7 separate regions of the Mus musculus genome follow, and regions 1, 2, 3, 4, 5 and 6 are each linked to region 7. The links are chromatin contacts, called in public promoter capture Hi-C and targeted proximity ligation maps. All regions are on one chromosome and are shown on one strand. The core of a region is the stretch at or near the end of the contact, and the rest is flanking DNA. Distances in the headings are between cores, read along the strand shown. Region 1 holds the start of Dpp3 (dipeptidylpeptidase 3). Region 2 holds the start of Cdc42bpg (CDC42 binding protein kinase gamma (DMPK-like)). Region 3 holds the start of Rasgrp2 (RAS, guanyl releasing protein 2). Region 4 holds the start of Slc29a2 (solute carrier family 29 (nucleoside transporters), member 2). Region 5 holds the start of Men1 (multiple endocrine neoplasia 1). Region 6 holds the start of Pygm (muscle glycogen phosphorylase). Region 7 holds the start of Sipa1 (signal-induced proliferation associated gene 1).

Region 1 (2,749 bases), core at 61-2,560, 740 kb after region 7:
TGGTGGCTATGGATAGCCCTTATTTTCCTATCTGGTTACACTTACATTTCAACTGGGTCTCAGTCAGACAACTTTATACCTCGTCTAGAAACAATGAGAACAGGCAAAAGGAAAGAAGAGGACTTTCCTCGGGACACATTTTTACAGAATTCCCCCTTATAATGACACTCACCAATCAGAACCAAGAGCTACTAGCGCTGTGGTGACAAGGCTGGCCTTAAGCACATGGTTGCTCTGGCCCCTCTAAATAGGCAAGGTAAGGAAGGTGTGTTGGATTTCAGTCCCGAAACACTACCTCCTACACAACTCTAGGGGACAGCACTACCTCTTGATGGCTGCCCATCCCTTGGGTAGACTTAGTCCTGAAGTAAAGCTGACAGTGTTCCAGAGTAAGAGAAGTGAGCTATCTAAAGTCACACAGCTGGTAGGAGACAGACATCTGATTGAACCCTAGACAGCCTAAGTCAGGCCCCAGCTCTTTGCAGTGCTTACCACATCTGGTCAGCAAGTACTTGCAAGAGCCATGGGTCACCCAGAAAGACTCCTCCCTGACTACCAAGAGTAAACAACATGCTTGTCTGCATCCTGGGCTGCCCTCCAGTCAATGTCACTGGAGACCGCTTTTCTATTCTAGCTGGCAAGTGGTCACACTAAGAAAGTGCCAGCTACTAGCTGGCCTCGACTTCAAGTGCGTTGAGGAAACTGGGGTTCCCAATGTTTTAAGGATGGCTTCCATGGCGACCCAGTGGAGCACCTGTAGCATTTTTCTGCACCCCTGGGACTACTGGTGGATGGGACTACTATTCGCACAGCCTACATACACTCTTTGTAAGAGCTTCGTAGTCTCCAAATAGCATCTCCAAATCCTAAATCCAGGGAGGAGGGGGTCCACATTATTATAGTCTTCTCTAAGTGGAGGTTCCTAACTGCCAAATCCAGGGTAGGGACACTGGAGGTGAAACCCCAAAGAGAGCAGGCTCCCAGCTACATGTGTGGAGGCTCCCGATGTATAGGAACTCTCACGTTTGGGGACCTTGTCAGTCCCCTCTGTCGGTACCCGACAGCAGCCACGCGGGGTACTGAGAAACTCAAACTTTTTCACCAAACATCGCCCTACGCCACGCCTCTGTGCAGTGAGGGCCAGCAGACAAAAGGCCAAGGCCTCGCGGTCCTTGCAAGGCAGGCACCACCCGTAGCGCTTGGGGGCGGGGAGAAGATGAGGGGAGGAACTGTCTTCGGTTCTTCTACTGGCTGTAGCTGCTGTCCGTCTGATCCCTGGGGCGACTACGGGTCGGTAGGGGCGGGGCTTGTGTCCCAATGAATGGGGCGGGGAGCCGGAAGCAGGAAGTGAGTTTGCGAACGGAGCAGCTGCAGCAGGTGAGGTACAGCGCCTTGGTTTTGGGGTCACGGTGTGTCATCTTCAGGAGATCAGAGCGAGGCCTGGCTGTGCATGCAAGATCATCCCCTTTCTGTCCACCCTTCAGTGCCTCTTCCAAATCTCTCCCAGCTTTTGGGCAAGGAGAATTTCCAGGCAGTAAAGAGTTAACACCTCTTTCCGAGCGAAGGGGTAGATGGGGCGGAGCCGCGCAAATAAGGAGTACAGAGGGTGGAAACGTGTCCTTAGCCAGGGGCGGAGCGTGGAGAATGTGGTGGGTTCGGAATTCCTTGGGTCCCAACTGAGCTGAAAAGCTTTGGATAAGTTGCTTGCTTTCCAAATGTCATATGGTTCCTATCTGGAAAATGGGTTGTGCCCTTATATGGCTTCCCAACAGAGCAACAGAAGAAAACAGGATAGTGAAGGGCTGAAGAAAGACATGAGACTGGGGCAGATGCTAGGAGGGAAAAGCTGGGACAAAATATCATTGCTGTTTTTGATTTATTTTTTGACAAGGTTTTATGTACCCCAGACTGACCTTGGAATCTGACCCTGGGCCTGGTTGTTGGTTAGACAAACTCTACCAACTGGGTCACATCCCTGTCCTGGATTTCATACCCAGCTGTTGAGCTTGGTGTCATACTCACAGTCAGTGTTGCAGAGGAGCAAAGAGCAGTGCAGGGAGGTGAAGCGGCTGCCCTGGGTTTTAGACCTTTTGGTGGAGCGGGGTTGGGACGGTGGGGTGGATATCCAGCATGAAGCCTTTGTCAGCAGTTGTGATGAGCTAGAGGTGTTGGGAAATTCTGAACAGAGACTAGGACATCTGAGAAGGTGGAGATGAGGCAGGGAGTGGCTGGGGCTGGGAGTCTAGTAATGAGGCTGTGTTCTGCCGGTTCTTCCTTCGTACACTTGGCATCCTGGGCCTTAGTGTCCTCATCTGTAATATGAAGTGATTGGATTCAGATTTTAAGTCTGAGAGGCCACAGGCCAAAGCTGGCCCGCAAGTATTTGAGTCTTTGAATCCCAGCATTTCAGGTGAATGGATGCGACTGGATTACTCCCTCCTGGACTTCTGGATGGAAGAAGTTAGTTAGCTCATGAGCTTTCAGAGCAGCCGCGAAGATGCTGCGCTCTCTGAGATGACTGTGATGTGTTCTTGCAGGGCTCATGGCAGATACCCAGTACATCCTGCCCAATGACATTGGTGTGTCTAGCCTGGACTGCAGGGAGGCATTCCGCCTGCTGTCACCCACAGAGCGCCTCTATGCCCATCACCTGTCTAGAGCTGCTTGGTATGGGGGCCTGGCAGTGCTGCTCCAGACATCCCCTGAAGCCCCCTACATCTATGCCCTGCTTAGCCGCCTCTTCCGTGCC
Region 2 (2,752 bases), core at 89-2,588, 640 kb before region 7:
AGGGAGAAACACACATATGTGTAAACACACACACATGTGCCACATGCACACACCCAGGTACAGGTGTCATGTGGGAGTGATGACAAATCAGACACTTGTAAAACACAGAAGAGTCACAGAGAAACAGGCAGGCAACGGGGGCAGGGCCGTCTAACTGCTCTCACCCCAGAAAGAAATGGCAGGACTGGCTGGTAGACCCCCATCCATATTTGGCCTAGCCTTGTGTCTGCCCATAGCTCAGGAGCACCAAGAACTCTGATCGCCTACAGGGTAAACACCCCATGTTTCAGGCCCAATTCCCATGCCCTCCTCACCAAAGCCTGGCCAGATGTGTCCAGTGCCCACATTGGGTTTAGGATCACCCTAAGTCAGCCATTCCCAAGGATTCAGACGAATCAAATAAAACCACTTCTAACAAGACCCCAAATCCTCCAAAGGGGTTGAGGTTGGTTCTTGGTCCCGGCTAGGGATTGAAGTAAGGAGACTTGTCTGCAAGGTGAAGGACGAGGACTTTTGAGTGTGTGACAGGTGAGAGGGGTCCTAGAACAAAGTGCCCGTCCTCTTGAAGAACGGAGGAAATAGAGAAAGTCTGTATGTTTATGTCACACAAAACGGTGTCCGCCTAAATGTATGTTCTAGGTAGAGCATGAGGTGACCGTTGTGAAAGATGTGTATTGGCAACATGTCTGGGGTCTGTAGCAGGGTATGTGGGAAGTGTACCTTATGTACCTGTCTCTGGGAGTTTGAAGTAAGGTGCAGGTGAGCGAGCGGGCTGTGGAGACCAACGGCAAGCGTTAGATACAGCACAATGAGGAAGTTTCAGGAATATGCCACTCCCGGGAAAAGGTCTGGGGGCACAAAGCTCCAGGTGTTGTCGTCCCTCCAGCTTCCCTTCCCGGGTGTTGCCCGGACCACTCACCCCAGCTCAGAAACTGCGCCACGTTACGCTCCCGGCGCAGGGGGGCGCTGCTGAGCTCTTGGTGCACCCCCAGCAGCAGATCCAGGAGGCCGTCGAGCCCTGGGCTGCCACCAGCTTCGCCCCGTACCAGCTGCTCCAGCGCACGCAGCCGCTGCTCCATGGCTGCCGCTGGAGCCCCGAAACCCGGGCTAGAGCCAGGCCGCCCGCATGCCCCGTCCGTCCGTCCGCCCGGCGGTCCGTCTGTGGTCCCGTGGCTCGTTCTGCGCGGCTTCCCCCCTCCCTCCCGCCCTCCCCGCTGTCACCTTCCTCGGTCGCCACCCGCGCTCCTTCACCTGGTCGCCCGCCCCGCCCTCCAAGCCCGCCCCCGACGGACGGGCAGGTGCGCGCCGGCCAATGGGAGCCGCGGCTGAAGGTGAAGGTGGGAAGGCGGAGGCGCGCGGGGGCGGGGCCGACCCTCGTCCAGGAAGTGGGAGGGCGGGCCACGAAAAGTAACTCCTGGGCGGGGTTGGAGGGGGTCCGTTGGGGTCGCAAAAGGCCCCTCTGATCACGGTGCCACCCCAGTCCCAGCGCCACCTAGACCCTCATGAGACACTAACCTAGACAGAGCCTAGCGCAACTTCCCGCGGGACCCGGCCAGCGGCCTGTCCCTTAGCCAGGCCAGAGGGGCTAGGGACGGTTGCGGCCCTGAAGCCGGATGGGAGTTGTAGTCCGCTCTGGCCTCGGTTTGAAAGCGGCGCTAAGGCAACACACCCATCTACCCCCAAAAGTTTCTGATCTCCTTTAAATCCTTAAAACTAACCCAGAGACATGTAGTTGAGGTAGGATGGGCACACTCATTTAGCATGAATACACTGCGGCTTTGGAAGGCTGAGGGTAGGGGGTCTCTGAAACTAGATTCTCGTGTGGACCTAGATGGGACTGATTTTCAAGGCTTTGGCGGGAACAAGGCCCTGAACTGGAACGTGGAGGGCACAAGAAGTTTGAGATGTGCTGATGGAGGCAAAGGAGGTGGAGGTGCTGGCTGTGTCCAGGGAGGTTTTTTATTTCTGGCCATCTGTGTTGGTCTTGATGGTGACAGGCCAGATACCAAAGAGAAGGGTGCTCTGGTGTCTTTTGAACAACTTGTTTAAAGGCCTACTTAGAGGGCTTGCCTCTCCTTCCAGACTGCAAGCTGAAGACCTTGACAGGATCGAGTCATCAGCGTTGAGGGAGGAAGCATTCTGAATGTTTGCAGGGGCAAAGTGAGTGGGACACCCAAATCCCATCTAACGGGGTCTAGAAACATTACAGGGGTTATGTTGGGGTGGTGGTGTGGGAGTGCACGCCTTTAATCCCAGTACTTGGGAGGCAAAAACAGGTAGATCTCTGGGATCCAGGCCAGCCTGGTCTTCAGAGTAAGTTCCAGGACAGCCAGGGCTATACAGAGAAACCCTGTAAAAAAAAAACAAAACAAAAAAAAAAAAAAAAAAAAACCAACCAACCACTGTAGGTCTCTCATTTGATCTTTACAGAAGCCCCTTCTCCATGAGGTCCACAATTTGAAATGGGGAAAACACAGGCATATATTTCTTTCCAGATCTATCAGGCTGGGAAAGAGACTCAGGATTCAAATTCAATGCCATGGCACTGCCAAGGGAGGGTCAGGGAGGGCAGACTGGAGTTTGGATTTACGGTTTTTGTTGTTGGTGTTGTTTTTATCCTCTCATATAAACTAGGCTGATCTGGAACACACTATGTAGTCAAGAATGACCCAGAATTCCCAGGCGTACTGCTTCAACTTCCTAGTTCTTAGATTACAGGGTGAATTGATGGAGCCTACTGGCTCTCTCAGGG
Region 3 (2,859 bases), core at 258-2,757, 740 kb before region 7:
GTCAGTGTTGGGACCCTGGGGCCCCTTCCTTGACGTCTGTACAAGGGGTACATTGGGGTACTTCTCCGCAAAATCAAGGAGCTTTTCTTAAGAAGACTTCAAAATAGGAGCCTGGGTAGGTTCTGGCCTAGAGTCTGGTTCAGGGTCCAGCTGGGTGTGACCCCTCGTGCTGCATGCAACTCACCAAACGCTTCGATGCAACCACGGAGCAGCTCCTCCACGGTGCAGCCCTTGTCCAGGTCCAGAGTGCTCGTCATGGCTGCCGGTGCCAGTAGGCTAGACCCAAGCTACACTCTCAGAGCCTCCCACGGTGCTCAATTCGGACCCCTGTCCTGGGAGAAGTGGGAGTCAGCAGAGGCGCGGGAGGTGGGGGGAGCGGCTCGGCGCGTAGGAACGGGGCGGAGTGGGCACGCCCCCTGCTGGGCATGGGCGGAGTTGCCTGCCGTTGCCCCTCTAGGGTTAAACGGTCCTGCCCCGGGATGGTGCAACTCGCTAGTTGGGAAATGGACTAGCTGAGAGGCTTCCGGCCCACCCGCGGAGTCGCGGGAGGTTAGAAGGGTTCTACGAGAATAAGGGACGAGCCAGGACCCCAGGGGTTAGTTAGTGCCCCAAGCCTCCTGGCGGGCCCTCCTCTCCTTGCATTTGCTCCCCACAGGCACCTGCAACACCCCACAGCTTGACTCTGCACTCCTCCCGCTTCCCCTCCCTTCACAGCCTCCCTTCCCCCGCAGGGTTATTTTGGGAACCCAGTGCCTGAGGGGACCTCGGAGGAATTTCTCCCTGGGATGGAAGGAGGGAGGAGGGAACCCAGGAGTCCTGCCTACATCTCCCCCTCCTGGGCTCCCCGAGTGGGAGGCGGGGCCGTAGCATCCCCCAGGGGCCTGCCCTTGGGGAGGAGGGCTAGAGAGAAGAACATTCCTGGGGCGGGGGGTGGGAGGGGTAGCCCACTGCGGTTGGGAGATGTCAGTGGGAAGCCAAAGCCTGGGAACCGCGGACTCCCAACCCACAAGTACTAAGGTCCCAGGAGTCCGGTCCTAGCCCTTCCAGAATTGCCATATATCTTCCCAACCTGGGCTCCCGCCTTCCCACCCACCCTGCTGCATAGTTAAATTGTGCGTGAGAGCACCGAGTAGGGAGCCCAGAAGGGGCCGCTAGCGCCATGGCCTGCATGACACCATTAATAATCCTGGTCATCAGTGGGGACTATAAAAGCACCCATGCAGGAACAAACACCTATTCTCTAGACTAGGTATTTGCCGAAGGCCAATGACCTACATTAAGTGCAAGAAGACCCTTTTCACACACACCAGGGTCATAGACACCTCCCGTCCTAATCACACACAATGGCACCCACATCCCATGCACACCTGCAATGAAAATCCTCAGCCACACATACCCAAGTCCTTTACTTCAGAATGCAAACCTGAATGCAGTTCACCTCCCAGACCTTCTGTTCACTTGAACCAGCTCAGCCTCTGATCTCTCGATCACAGTAGCTCTGACATCTGAACACGTGTGCACACACGCAAAGACAGTGCATCTCCACGCATGTACACTCCCACACGCATCCACATACCCCCTGGTTGCGCACACACCCATTCTGCCGCCCCTCCCCCCTCAACCAGGCTCCAGGGCTCGCAGCCCCAAAGCCTGGGGTTCTTTACATTCCTGGATCTCGCCAAAACCTTGTCCCAAGGAAAGGGACCTCGCCCTTACACAGACTCCCCTACATTAGGGAATCCTCCCGAGGACTTCTCAGAGTCGTTCCCTCCTGACTGTTACTTCCTTGCTGGGTGACCTTGAGAATCATTTAGTCTCTCTGAACCTCAATTTTCCCATCTGTCAAATGGGGACTTGCAGGGAAGAGCCTGGTAGATACGTTTCAGGCGAGCACCGGAATGCCTCGAACGCCCCCCTCCTGCGGGTGGCTCTAAGTGCCTCATCCCCTCCGCAAGCTCTGTCCCACCCAGGACCGCAGATTCCCCACCCACCCGCAGTCCCCGCCAGCCTGCCCCTAGGAGATCCCTAGGGGCCGCACCCTCTGTGTCCCACGCCCCACCCGCGCGCGTGCTCGCTCACTCACTCTTGGGACCCGCAGCGCGGACCCCGAACCCTGCCCGGCCAGCGCCACCTCCGTGCGCTCCCGCCCGCCGGCCTCGCTGCGGCTGCGGCTCCCACCCGGTCTCCGCGCCGCGGCCCAGCGCCCTGCCGCCCCGCCCCCTCCCCGCCCCTGCACCCCGCGCCGCGCCTCCTCCACCGGGGACTCCCCCTCTCGCCCCGCGCGCGCCGGGCCCTGAAGCAGATTAACCCCTCCCCTGCCGCCCCAGAGAGTTTAACCGCGGGCGGGGGGCTGCGCCACTGTTGGTGTGGGGACCGCGTGCAGCAGCCCTCCCCCACCGCGACACCCCCGGGCTCTGCGCCCCGCCTGGGTGTCGCACGGAGGAAGCCGGGAGGGGCAGGAAGCGGACTGCGGTGGGGAAGGGGCGCCCCGCCCAGCCCCCCGGTCCGGGTTCCTGTTTTCGAGACAAACCGTTCCCACGGGGTTCACCCTGCCCGGGCCCGGGCGTCTTCCTGCGGGCGGCGGAGGCCCGGGCGTGGTGGAGGTCGCGGGCGTGGGGCTGCGGATCCTTGCGATGGCCTGGGGGAGGGGCTGGGACAGAATGCGAGCTGGTTTTGGTCCAGTGGAGCCTCAAAAAGCCAGGAATGAATGAACGAACACGCGGCTCCCTGGGAACCCAGGTTCGTTGTCTAGAGATGGGGCGAGGGACACCCCACTGGGCAAGAGAGAAAGAGGCGTCTATAAATTGGGTAGGTGCTTTGCAGTTTCGGAACTGGAAGCCTTGGATGCATGGGCCGAGA
Region 4 (2,840 bases), core at 258-2,757, 640 kb after region 7:
GATCTTTCTCTAAATAGGATGCGCTTTGCTTCCACCCTTTGTCTGCTCAGTTCCTAATTTACAAATCTTTTCTATGAAGCAGAAGAAATTTCTTTTGAGAACCTTTATAGCTCTCTGCTTCAGGGTGGAATGGCCTGGCACGTGTCTTGTTTCATTATTAATAGCCCTGGCTCTGTGTCTCTCAGATTCAGTAGCTGATCCATCTTTGGGTATCAGGGTCCAGCACCGATGCCAGCACTCCACAGACACCTGGGAAGTTAACCCACTGAATATGTTTGAATAACCCTATTCTAAAGAAAACACAAAAGTTAGGCAGTGGTGATGCACGCCTTTAATCCCAGCACTCAGAAGGCAGAGGCAGGCAGATCTCTGAGTTCGAGGCCAGCCTGGTCTACAGAGTGAGTTCTAGGACAGCCAGGGCTACACAGAGAAACCCTGTCTCGAAAAAAACGAAAACAACAACAACAATAAAACAAAAAGGAGAAAACAAGCTATAGATTTCTGCCTTTCTATAAAAGAATGCATGCTTTGGGGAATCGGGCCTTCCTCCACATCTGTCTACAGTAGTTGCTCATTAATTATTAGTTGAATGACTGTAACTCATGTCATTGCAAAGAAAGCCAAAGGCTTGGAAAAAAGACACTTTGGAGTGACTGGCCAAAAATAACGACAAAGGGCATGGGATGGAAACTCCTTTGCTGGTCAGACTCCCTACGTGGATGGCCCTGCACCTCTGAGATCTGTACCTTCCTAAAAGTTTGCCTAGCCAGGGGAGAGGCGGTTCCCTCTATGAGGCTTGGTGCTGTCCCTGACAGGCTGAGCTGTAGTAAGTGGCCTGGTGAGGAAAGTGGCTCAGTTCAAGACGGCTGGAGGGATGTTGGTTTGTGGCCATGAGGTTGCCCAGCGGCCGCGGGTCTCACCGGGATGGCGGTAATGAAGAAGTTCCAGGGGAGAAGGGTGCCCAGTCCCAGAATGAAGAAGCTGATCCCAACCAGGTGGTAGCTGTGGGGATCAATCAGAAGGTCACCCCGAGGACGTACGCCTGGGCCGCCCTAGCCGCCCCTCAGTAGAACGGACTACAATCCCCATCACCCTGGCTCAAGCAGCTAAGGGAATCGGCTGATGGGAATTGTAGTCCCGTTCGTCTTTGAGCCCAGGAGCATCAAGACGAGCGGGAATTCAAAGGCTCGTGGCCACCTGGGCCACGGTACGCAGCACATGGGTTCCCACCTCACCTGTCCCGAGGGGCGTTTCCCCGCGCCATGGTTGCCGCAGTCCTATTGCACCAGGCCCACAGAAGGCGGCTGCACCTGCGCCTACGCAGGGCTGGGAGGCCGAAGGAGAGCGACGCTGGTCGGTGTCCAGGAATCCCAAGGTCGGAGCGCCGTAGCGGAGGGTCGGGGTTGGGTTACACTGCGGACCACGTTTTGCAGGCTCGGACCTCGGCTCCGCCTCCAGGGCGGGAACAAAGAGCCATTGCTCCCCTCCCCCGGACGCCCGCTCTCCAGACTCCGCCTCGCTGGTGGCTGTGCCTTTAGGGTATTAGGTTCCGCCTTCTAGCTTGCTTCCGCGCCTGAAGCTGTGTCTCACCGCCGTCCCTTCGCCTCGCACCCGTCTTCTCCTTAGGCACGGGTCCGGAATCTCTGGGGAAGGGATAAGGACTGCGCAGGAGGGAAGGGGTCCGGTGGTTGTTGGGCACAGTCGATCTAGCTGGGAGGTTCTTCCTCTTGGCGTGTTCTAAGGTTTGGAGCCCTCTAAGCTCTAAGCAGATTAGGAAGTAAGTCCGACCAGAAGGAAGAAGCCAGTGTCATCAATTGTCGCAGAAGGTCCCAGCGCGGTGCTCCGAGGGAGTTCCCCCAGAGGTCGAGGCACTTTTGCAAACGAAAATCCCCAACATATGTGGAAGACGGACAGATAGGCCCTCCTACGGTACCTGGGTCCAACAAGGAGGATTGAACAAAGGCTCTGGAGGGAATCGTGGCCCAGGTGACGTTCGGCCCCCTCCCCTGTAGTCGCCACTGCCACCCTCAGGAGTGCTTAAAAACCTAATTTTCACTAGGCGTGGTGGCGCACGCCTTTAATCCCAGCATTTGGGAGGCAGAGGCAGGCGGATTTCTGAGTCCGAGGCCAGTCTGGTCCACAGAGTGAGTTCCAGGATATATTCAGGACTATACAGAGAAACCCTGTCTCAAAAAAACGAAAAAAAAAAAAAAAAAAAGAAAAAGAAATATATTTATGTGGACTGGTGAGAGCGTTTGCTGCCAAGCCTGATGCCCCGAGGCCACGCCCAGGACCCATATGTTAGAAAAACTGAAGCGACTCCAGCAAATTGTTCCCTAACCTCCACACAAGCACAGTGGCACACGTGCTTCTAAGTAATAAATACAAATAAATATGAATATATAAAAGTATATATATACAAGGTTATATAAATGTGTGTCTTCTAAAGAATATAGTTTTTTAGAATGTTTTTCCTATGTATCAGCCAGACCATGCTGTTACTATCCCTGTTCTGTCCTGTTCCCGGAATCTAGCCACCAGGCTTGGCTCATCGAAGGTGGTTCCTTAGATCATGGTGGACTGCAGATGACTGTGTGGTACTGGGAACTGAACTCAGAGCCCTGTGCATGCGAGGCAAACACTCTTACCCCTGGGCTGCATCTAACCCTAGCTGGTGACGTTAGGGAAAAGACAGCAATGGATTACACTGGGAAAGACAGTTACTCTTTAAGTTTTCTTTCCAGACTTCCATTATGCCAAGAGGGACAGTCTTGAGTTCAGTTCTAACAGGTTTTCAAGGCCTCTTCATCCCCTCTGCCTTGAGCATCTCTCGACAGTTT
Region 5 (2,862 bases), core at 216-2,715, 670 kb before region 7:
GTCTATTGTACAGCTATCAGACTGTGTCAAGGAGAGCAAGCCCATGACCCCACGAACCCCCACCCCTCCCTTCTTCATGTTCTGATTTATCTCTGCACTTTTTTCCTCAAAGCTCACAAGAGGCCTCAGATGCTTGCTCAGTACATTGCACGGAGAGCTGAAGCACTTTGTCCTTAGTCAAGCCCGTGCTTCCTTTCAAAATATTTTCAAAGGTATAATCTTAATTGTCTCAAATGTACCCACCCATTTGTCCTACCTCCCCAGTCTGCTACCACCTTCTTTCCCCATATGTTGGGCTGCCAGATCCCTCTGGCTATTCAATGGCAGGGCTGGGACTGTTGAAAGACTGGGGAGTAAAAGCTGGCACCAAATGACCAGGTTCCAGTCTCAGCCCTGTCATTCTGACATTCCCCTCTTCAGAATTCTCTTTCCACAACTGCGAAGGAGAAATAATACCTGCCCCACCACACAAGGTTTACAAGTCTCAAAAGGGCTATAAGCCATATTGTTCAGACATGAGAAGAGGTAAGACAACACTCATTTGCTCTCCTGACCACCTGTCTGACTCCAACCTGTGATGAAGCTGAAGAGGGACTGGATGTGGGCCCGGTCCTTGAAGTAGGAGCGGCTGAGGCTGTTCCATATGACATCCGAGACCTTTTTTACCAGTTCGCGACTAGAAACACCTCCCTCTCGAGGATAGAGGGAGAGGTCCACAGCGCCGCGGATCTGAGCGGTGAATCGGGCATAGAGGGCAGCAATGATGGATAGGTCGGCCACCGGGAAGTAGGTGAGGCCACCAGGAGGGTCGGGTGCGGGGCTGGGCTGGAAGGTGAGCTCCGGCACGTTGGTGGGGATGACACGGTTGACAGCCAGGAAATGCTCCACGAAGCCCAGGACCAAGGACAGGAGCACCAGGTCAGGCTCCTCTCGGCCCAGCTCTGCAGCAAACAGGCGCACCACGTCGTCGATAGAGCGCAGAGGGAACAGCGTCTTCTGGGCGGCCTTCAGCCCCATGGCGGCGGGCGGTGGCCTGCGGGCGAGCCGAGGGAGGGAGGGTCGGGCTCGGCGAGAGAGCCCCCTCCCAGGCTCGGCTAAGGCTCTACCCTCCGCCACAATTCTGCTTCGCCAGCCGCTTCGTCCTGTGCTCACGGGCGGCGGCTCGGTTTCTGAGACCCTTCAACCAAGGCTATATAGGGCCTTCTAGTTCCTTACAATTCCGGGACCCCCAGCCCCGATGAGGCTGCTCCCAAAGACCTATTGGGGACCCTCAAAGGCCGCCCCTCCAGTCCCTACAATCTCTACCCGGCCCTCTGGAGCCTGTCCAGAAGGCAAACCCAAACCAGCCTCCCACAAGTCCCAAGGAGAGTCCCGGCTTCGGTCCCCCGCGCCCACCTCCGCGCTTACATCCCACACAAGGCACCGCGGCGCCCGCCGCCTGAAGCCTGCTGGGAAATGAAGTCCCGCGCCTCCTATGGCCGCACTGCCTGCTGGGAAATGGGGAGTCCTTGCTCACCCGGCCCTCTCTAAATCTGAAAATGACAGCCAAACCCGCAATGGCTTATGGAAGAAGTAGTCCTGCTGCTCCAGGGCGGGTAAGCTGAGCTCCTCAACGATTGGTCATCTAGGATCACGCCAGAAGAAGTTCCTCCGTGACTTCTGGGAGATTGTAGTCCTAGGATTAAACTCAGGCGCAGTAGCGCCCCTGCAGTGTGTATTATGGCCAGTTTAAGATGTGAGGGAAACTGTTGCTCTAAAACACTACAAGGAGGCTGGAGACCTGGTTCAGCTGTTCAGAGCACTTGTTGCTTTTGCAAAGGACCTGGGATCAAGTTTAGGTCCCCACACCCACATTGTGGCTCACCATCTGTAACTCCACTTCCAGAGGACCCATGCTTTTCTCTGACCTCCACCAAGCTTGACTTGGTGCACACACATAAAAAGGCAGACGAAACATCCACACCTAAAAAGAATGCAAGGCTGAACACAGTACGGCGGAGGCAGAAGGATTTTGGTGAGCTCAAGGCAAGACTGGTCTATGATCCAATACCAGTCCTTGAAATTAGAGGCAAGGAACTCAGGGTGGACTTCAGAGATGACTCAGAGTTAAGAGCCCTGGCGGCTCTGGCTCAGGACCCTGCGTTCCCAGTATGTACATGTTTGCTCACAACTGGGTCTTTAGCCCCACTTTAGGAGGTCCAATGTTCTCTGCTGTCCTCTGCAGGCTCCAAGCAGGCACCTTATGCACACACATAGGTAAAATAAAATTAAGGAAAGAAAAGAAAAAAAAAATCAGGAAGTTCAAGGTCAGTTTTACCTTAGACAGGATCTTGCTTTTTAGTTCAGACTGGCCACAGACTCACAATATTCCTGCCTCAGCCTCCACCATGCTGGGATTATAGATGTTCACCACCAGTCCACATGGCACCACCCCTCCCACAAGGCTTCATGACCTCATCTTAATTCACGAAGTCTGTAATGACCCTGTTTCCAAAACGAAGTCTTTTTGTCTGAGACCAAGACCTCAATAGATGAAGCTGAGGAGATGATGTAGCAGCTGAGAGCCTTTTGTTGTACCAGTAGGAGGACCTGAGTTCAAATACCCAGAATTCACTTATACGTTTGGAATCCTAGCATTATAGGGCATGGATGGGGAATGGGGTCAGTGTGGGGGTTAAAGGGAGGAGGGTCTTGGGACTTCCTGCCTAACGACCTAGCTGCAGGTTCAGAGAGAGAGCCTGTGTAAAGGGAAGAAGACAGAGAGAGTCATAAAGAAGGATATGTGATCTTTCTGTTTTCCACATCTGAGCAGCTCCTTACACAGGTGTAAAGACACCACACACATATACAAGCAGAACCTCT
Region 6 (2,855 bases), core at 97-2,596, 720 kb before region 7:
GGCCAGGTTCACCATGGTGTTCTGCAGTGTCCGGCCCATGTAGAACTCCAAAGACAGGTAGTAGATCCTCTGCCCAGAGACAGGCAACGGGGAAGAGGGGTCAGGGCCACCCCACTGACATTCAGGCAGGAACAGCTGGGCCTGCACCTCTCACCCTCCTGCCCTACCGCCAGGCCCCAGAATGTCTCGTCTCTGTCAGCAGTTCTTGTCTGCCTGCTCAGAGTGGCTATTTCAGACTTTGGGGCCCAACAGAGGTGTTGGTCCCTGTGTTCCTTTGAAATGCCTTTCCATCTGGCTTGGTTTCTCTTCTAGAGAGTAAGGCTAGCCAGGCCTATCTCAGGGGTTAAGGTGCTTGTGAGAAGTGGGGACCCCTTTTGAGGTATTGAGAAGCAGCTTTGAGTGTTCCCCGAGAAGACCTTGCCAAGGCCCGGAGGAAAAAGTCATTTTCAAGGTCGCACAGTGACTCAGGGCTGGAACTGCCTTCTGTCCATGCAATGCTGCTCCCCCTCGTCCCTAAGCCTCAGTCCGGACACGAGCAGAAGCATGAAGATGCTGAAGGCACGGCCTTCCCATTTCCTGGGGCCCTCCCTGGCCCTCCCCGATCCTGGTTGTGGGGTTAAGTTCCTGACATTTACCAGTGACCCTGCCAGATACTTGATACCCACGACGCCAGCTGCCCCAGCTTTGCCCTGCCTGTGGCACAAGCAGACTGTACCGTGCACACATCTGATGACATGTCCTTCCATGCCAGGTCCAAATCAGGCCACAGGGGTATACATTTCCTGCCTACCAGCAGCCCCTCCAACCCTATCTAGCACGTGTAGCCTACCCCGAGCACCCTTGGGTCTCCCTCCTCAGTGTTCTGTCTAGCACCCTTAGATCCTGCAATCCCAAACTCCTAAAACAGCAAATGATTTTTCTGTAGAAAACTTGGGCCTCAGAAAGGAGCTGCCACATGCCTGAGATGTCTCAACTCTCTGCCAGGCCCAACTCCCTGCTAATTCCCACCCAGGGTGTCCCCTCCTGTAGCACCTTGGGGTCCTTTTCGTAGTAATGCTGCTGTGTGCGGATCCAGCGTCCCACGAGGTGGTCCCGGACAGTGTGGGCCAGTGCAAAATAGTAATCTCTCGGAGTAGCCACATTGCGATCCTTGACCAAGGTGAAATGCAGGTGGCGGTTGAAGTTCTTTTTTAGCTCCGACACATTTTCCACTCCGGCTAAGCCACGAACGCTGATTTGCTTTCTCTTATCCTGGTCTGAAAGAGGCCTGGACATGGCTGTGAGAGGGTGGGCCGAACTGGACAGATGATGGCCTCCTAGCTGCCTCCAACCAGGGAGTGGAGCTGCCCAGCTGTGAGGGGATTTAAAGCCTGGCTCAGGGCAGCATGCCACGCCTCCCCGGACGTGGGAGGGTCTTGGCCGTGAAGCTCAGGGAGCTATTTTGGGGGGAAGCAGAGAGGAGAGGAGGGAGGAACAAGCTCTCCACAGCCCAGAGAGGGGTGTGTTCACAGCTGACCCACTTCTTCCAGGTTTCCTAAGCCTTCTGGTCTTATCCACTGGCCCTTGGCTTTTGAAAGACTGGAACAGGGGGACCAATTTGGAAGGCCTGAGGCTTGCCTAACGCATTCTGGTTGAGACTTTGTCTAAGACATTATCCAATCTGGGACCTTTCTTGAGCTACAGATAAAAGGTGGGACTGGATTGGAGATCCTCTTTAGAGAGGCCAAAGGGCTGTCACAAATACAGGACACTTTCTCCTTTCCTCCGAGCAGCAGGGTTTGTGTGTGACATCTGCTTAGAGTACCACCAGTGGGGCATGACGAAGTGGCTATTAAGCTGGTCACAGCCACTTCTCACTGGGACATGGCTGCACTGAGACTTGGAGGTTGTGAGCATGGACAGCAGAGCCATAAGCTGAGTCTGTGTCCTAAACAGAGGCACTGCTAATACAGAAGAGGCTGGCAGCCGTGGAGGGAGACCAAGCCCCTGGGTTGCAGGGAGCACTGTGGGGAAGGAGAGATGTCTGGGGTGGGGGGAGAGCCACTGCTTTCACCCCACCCCCACCAACGCCTGGTGCTTCTGAGCTTCCCCCTGTCAGCTGTCCTTCAAGGAGCTCTGAAGTGACCTTTTCCAGAGGGGATGGTTGGTCGGGTTACAGGACAGCTTTGGCTGAGGCTGCAGCCTGAAGCAGGGGCTACTGGGAACTATAGTCCTGTGGTCTGCGGGGTGTGTGTGTGTGTGTTTGTGTGTGTGCGTGTGTGCCTCTGTGTGTGTGTGCCTCTGTGTGTGTGTGTGTGAAAGACAACAATCCCCAGGAGTTCATGACATGGGATAAATGGGGGTGTCACCAGCCCGGAATGCTACTTAGGAAGCTGATACAGTAGGACCATAAGTTCAAGTCTTCTATTTTTAGTTTTCATTTTGTTTATGTATGGTGTTTCAAGACAGAGTTTCTCTGTGTTGCCTTGGCTGTCCTGAAACTTGCTCTGTAGACCAGATTGGCTGCCAACTCAGAGATCTACCTGCCTCTGCCTCTCAGGTACTGGATTAAAGGTGTGCGCCATAATAGAGGGCTGAGACAATGCACTCAATTTCTACCATCACAAAACCCAACCAACTAACCAACTCCTGGATAATAGCGGGAGGCGACTAGAGGCTCTCTCTCCTGTTCTCACGCAGGCTCTACAGTGGGCAGGTATTTTGTGTTAGCTCTGTGACTTCAAGGAGCCTTGTCTGTCACTTTTCTCCACTCACCCACCGGTACTAGGCTCTCCCTTCTAGTCTTAGGCTGTCTCCATTGCAGCCCATGTACTGACCCCAGCACTATCTTGCTGTGTGTCCACAGGCTGATTGTT
Region 7 (2,884 bases), core at 248-2,747:
CTCACCTGCCAGAACCACCCAGGACCTTCCTTGCTTGGACAGCAGTATTCCTGAGGGTTGCACACCCTCCGGTGCCCCAGGTGACTGGCCTGTCCCTGCTGAGGAACGCGAGAGCCCGGCTGCCCAGCCCTTGCTGGAGCATCAGTACTGAGGAGTCAGCCTGGCCTCTGCTGGATCGCATCCCGGGACTCAGTAACTCGGACTCTGCTGGACTACAGAACTGATTGGCTTTGGCTCTGGTGTCTGCACCCTGATATCTGGCTACTTCAGTGTCACAACTCAGTGACCTAGACTTCTCTCCCTGATCCGTGGCCTGGATCCCAAACTGAGGCAGCAGCCTCCTAGCCAGGCCCTAAGAGCCAAACCCATGGGCTGGTCCCTCATTGGAGCCCATGGCCAGGACTGACTTTGCCTCTGGGGCCTGCACTGCCCCCAAGGCTGGCCTCCTTAGCCTGGACCTGGGGCCCGATATGTGGCAAGGGTGGGTTCATTCGTTCTTTTGTCATTTTTCTTTCTTTTTTTTTCTGTGCTTCAGAGACACCAAATTAATAACACTATTTTTGATTTTGGTTGGCAGTTTTATTTTCTGTGGGACGAGGTGAGGTTGGTAGAGGTGCCGGAGGCAGGGAGGCTGAAGTCAGAAGAGTGTGAGGGATAAGGGGTCAGACTGCTGGGCTCCAGGCAGACATGAGGTGGGATGGGCTGCCTTCCTCACCTGCCTCTGCCTTTCTTTTTTTTTTTTTTTTTTTAATGGTTTAAGAGCTTTATTATAGAAATGCAGGGGGGAAGAGAAAAGGTAGAGAGAGAGAGTGTGTGGGGACGGGGAAGGCTAGAGAAGAAGAAAGAGAAAGGAGAGAAAAGACAAAGGGAAGAGGAGAAAGAAGTGAGAGGATAAAGGAGAGAGCTGAGCCTCTGCTTTTCAAGCAGTCCTCTATGCCCAGGTGGCTCACACATCCATCAGCCTTGATCTTGATCAAAGACTGCTCAACCTCATTTGTTCCAAGCTTAAAGAAAATAACAGGTGAATAGAAAGGATTCTATTTCGTTTTTGAGACAGGGGCTTACTATGTACTCCCTATGTACATCAGGCTGGCCTTGACCTCAGATCCACCTGCCTCTGCCTTCAGAGTGCTGGATTTAATGGTGTTCGCCATTGCATAAATGGTAGCCTGTGTAGATCAGTTATCTAGCTTGGCCCAGCCCTTAAAGAGTGAAATAGTTTCTGGCCCTAATACCTGCTGTCTGCTGAGCCACAGCAGGACACTAAGTGGCCTCTAGCGCTCCAATTGGTCTGGAAGGCAGGTACATTTGTTCCCATTTCTCGGTGAAGTCACTGACTGGGCTAGGACCGGGAGTTAAAAGAGCAGCTGAAGGCTGGGACAGAGAACTTCAGGCTGTCCGGGGCTGCCTAGGTTCCTGTCGGAGGTCCCCACCCACTGTGCTTCCCGCCTTAGACAGCTCCCGGGTAGTCCCGCCCCTCCACTACGTACCGCCTCCATCCTGGCCCCGCCCCCAGGCGGAGCGGAGGCGCCGGGAGCGGTGTGAGCAGGCAGCGGGACCTTGGTGCGGAAGGCAGCGGTGGCCAGCTTGAGCCCGAGAGGTACTGGCGGGATCAGGGATCGGGAGGCACCAGGTTCGGGCTGGATACCCAACAAAGTAGCCTGGACGTGAACCCTTGTAGTGTGGGGAGGAACGGGACTATTGGCTGCTTTCGCTACACGTACCCCACCCAACCTCCTGCCCCAGTCCAGCCCCGAGTCAGCACGTCCAGTGTTCTGTCTCCTGCTGGCAGCTCCCACTCCCTCCTCTGCATGAGCAGATTCAGAGCTCCACTGAGTGGATTCATTGGTTCTGGACTTTTCTCAGCAATGCTGGCAGCTGCTCCTGCTGCTGAGTGTGTGGGGCTCCCCCTATTCTGGGGCTCCCCTTTTCCCAGTGTGACCTCTTTCCCAGCCTTTGCAATCCTGAGTCTGGCCTGGGAGGAAACATCTGCAGCACTCCCTGGCAACAGAAATAGGGTCACGACCTCCAGATGTGCTGGGAAGCATCCAGCGCCTCCTCCTGGGGCAGCCAGGCCTTCCGGATCTGTGGGGGCGGGGCACCCCCCTTTTCCCCCCTCAGTGACACAGGCTGCAAGGAATGTCCTGGCCTCAATGGACCTTGTGTGAAGATGAGGGGTGGGGGGCAGAGCCCAAGTACACCCCTTAAGGCAGGGCCAGAACAAGAGGGAGCTCCTGGACTGGGCTGCACACATTCCCAGGGCTCCTCCCGGCACTGCGGCCTCAGTCTGTGCCCACAGCTTGGTCTATGGACCTGGGGCCTGCACAGTTCACACACGGACATAGTTGGCTTCACCTTTCAGTTTCCAAGGAGTCTTCAAAGAACTCATGAAGTGCAGCATCAGAGCTTATCCTAGAAGACAGACAGACAGACAGGAAGACCCTGAGGAGGTCTGCTCTTGTTTGGTTCTGGAGACCCAGCTGAGGGGCACCGTGGAGCTGCTCCCTGTCCCCTCCCAGCCTGGCCCCCTTGATGCCACTGGATGATGCAAAAAAAAGTACTAATGGAGGCCTGCCCCTGCCCCAGCTGTTGGCTCCATTCCTAGCTCACGCCGAGGTAGGCTCGGCCTTCTCACACCTTTTGCACCTGCCTAGTGTAGCTTCACCACATTTCCGCACTTAGTAGGTCCCTGGGGCCTTGGGTGTTTCAGCCTTACATCCTGTGAGACCTTGAGCCTCTCCCGTCTCCCCTCACAAGGCTGCCTTACTCCTACGCACACGGGCAGAGTAGGCAGGTGCAGCTCTGACAAGTCCAGAAGCAGCAGTTCTCAACCTGTGTGCTGGGACCCCTTTGAGGGTCGAGCAGTCCTTTCACAGGGGTCACA

Evidence for each region. Promoter capture Hi-C pulls out the DNA fragments that hold promoters and counts their contacts. Capture Hi-C pulls out chosen DNA fragments and counts their contacts.
Region 1: a promoter capture Hi-C map of liver shows a contact between it and region 7, with 5 times the contacts expected there. A contact is called at or near these places in 3 of 39 promoter capture datasets (liver and pre-B cells) and 1 of 9 other capture datasets (pancreatic islet).
Region 2: a contact with region 7 is called in a targeted proximity ligation map of embryonic stem cells, with 3 times the contacts expected there. A contact is called at or near these places in 1 of 39 promoter capture datasets (hippocampal neurons), 1 of 484 Hi-C or Micro-C datasets (embryonic stem cells), 3 of 130 datasets of targeted methods (craniofacial prominence, embryonic stem cells and pancreatic cancer cells) and 1 of 9 other capture datasets (liver).
Region 3: a contact with region 7 is called in a promoter capture Hi-C map of the SN4741 cell line, with 3 times the contacts expected there. A contact is called at or near these places in 5 of 39 promoter capture datasets (the SN4741 cell line, embryonic stem cells, hippocampal neurons and 1 more), 1 of 484 Hi-C or Micro-C datasets (CD8 T cells) and 1 of 130 datasets of targeted methods (double positive thymocytes).
Region 4: a promoter capture Hi-C map of liver shows a contact between it and region 7, with 5 times the contacts expected there. A contact is called at or near these places in 1 of 39 promoter capture datasets (liver) and 2 of 130 datasets of targeted methods (bone marrow-derived macrophages and pancreatic cancer cells).
Region 5: a promoter capture Hi-C map of liver shows a contact between it and region 7, with 4 times the contacts expected there. A contact is called at or near these places in 13 of 39 promoter capture datasets (the HPC-7 cell line, cranial neural crest, embryonic stem cells and 8 more), 1 of 484 Hi-C or Micro-C datasets (CD4 T cells), 2 of 130 datasets of targeted methods (large pre-B cells and pancreatic cancer cells) and 1 of 9 other capture datasets (liver).
Region 6: a promoter capture Hi-C map of liver shows a contact between it and region 7, with 3 times the contacts expected there. A contact is called at or near these places in 3 of 39 promoter capture datasets (embryonic stem cells, hippocampal neurons and liver), 2 of 130 datasets of targeted methods (double positive thymocytes and pancreatic cancer cells) and 2 of 9 other capture datasets (adipose tissue and liver).

Annotation. Positions count from the first base shown.
Region 1 is chr19:4,926,848-4,929,596 of GRCm38.p6, reverse strand. It overlaps Dpp3 (dipeptidylpeptidase 3), which reads left to right and starts at 1,310. Exons shown (of 18, transcript NM_133803.2): 1 at 1,310-1,377; 2 at 2,538-2,749. The coding sequence starts at 2,543.
Region 2 is chr19:6,305,043-6,307,794 of GRCm38.p6, reverse strand. Cdc42bpg (CDC42 binding protein kinase gamma (DMPK-like)) reads right to left here and starts at 1,338. Exons shown (of 37, transcript NM_001033342.1): 1 at 920-1,338. The coding sequence starts at 1,079. It overlaps Gm52380 (a long non-coding RNA gene), which reads left to right and starts at 1,249. Exons shown (of 3, transcript XR_003952842.1): 1 at 1,249-1,331; 2 at 2,083-2,160.
Region 3 is chr19:6,399,189-6,402,047 of GRCm38.p6, reverse strand. Rasgrp2 (RAS, guanyl releasing protein 2) reads right to left here and starts at 1,507. Exons shown (of 17, transcript NM_011242.3): 1 at 1,397-1,507; 2 at 185-327. The coding sequence starts at 257.
Region 4 is chr19:5,022,673-5,025,512 of GRCm38.p6, reverse strand. Slc29a2 (solute carrier family 29 (nucleoside transporters), member 2) reads right to left here and starts at 1,507. Exons shown (of 12, transcript NM_007854.3): 1 at 1,236-1,507; 2 at 921-1,002. The coding sequence starts at 1,264.
Region 5 is chr19:6,333,616-6,336,477 of GRCm38.p6, reverse strand. It overlaps Men1 (multiple endocrine neoplasia 1), which reads right to left and starts at 1,465. Exons shown (of 10, transcript NM_001168489.1): 1 at 1,396-1,465; 2 at 573-1,033. The coding sequence starts at 1,017.
Region 6 is chr19:6,382,899-6,385,753 of GRCm38.p6, reverse strand. Pygm (muscle glycogen phosphorylase) reads right to left here and starts at 1,346. Exons shown (of 20, transcript NM_011224.2): 1 at 1,033-1,346; 2 at 1-69. The coding sequence starts at 1,275.
Region 7 is chr19:5,662,320-5,665,203 of GRCm38.p6, reverse strand. Sipa1 (signal-induced proliferation associated gene 1) reads left to right here and starts at 1,497. Exons shown (of 17, transcript NM_001164480.1): 1 at 1,497-1,600. It overlaps Pcnx3 (pecanex homolog 3), which reads left to right. Exons shown (of 35, transcript NM_144868.3): 35 at 1-569. The coding sequence ends at 151.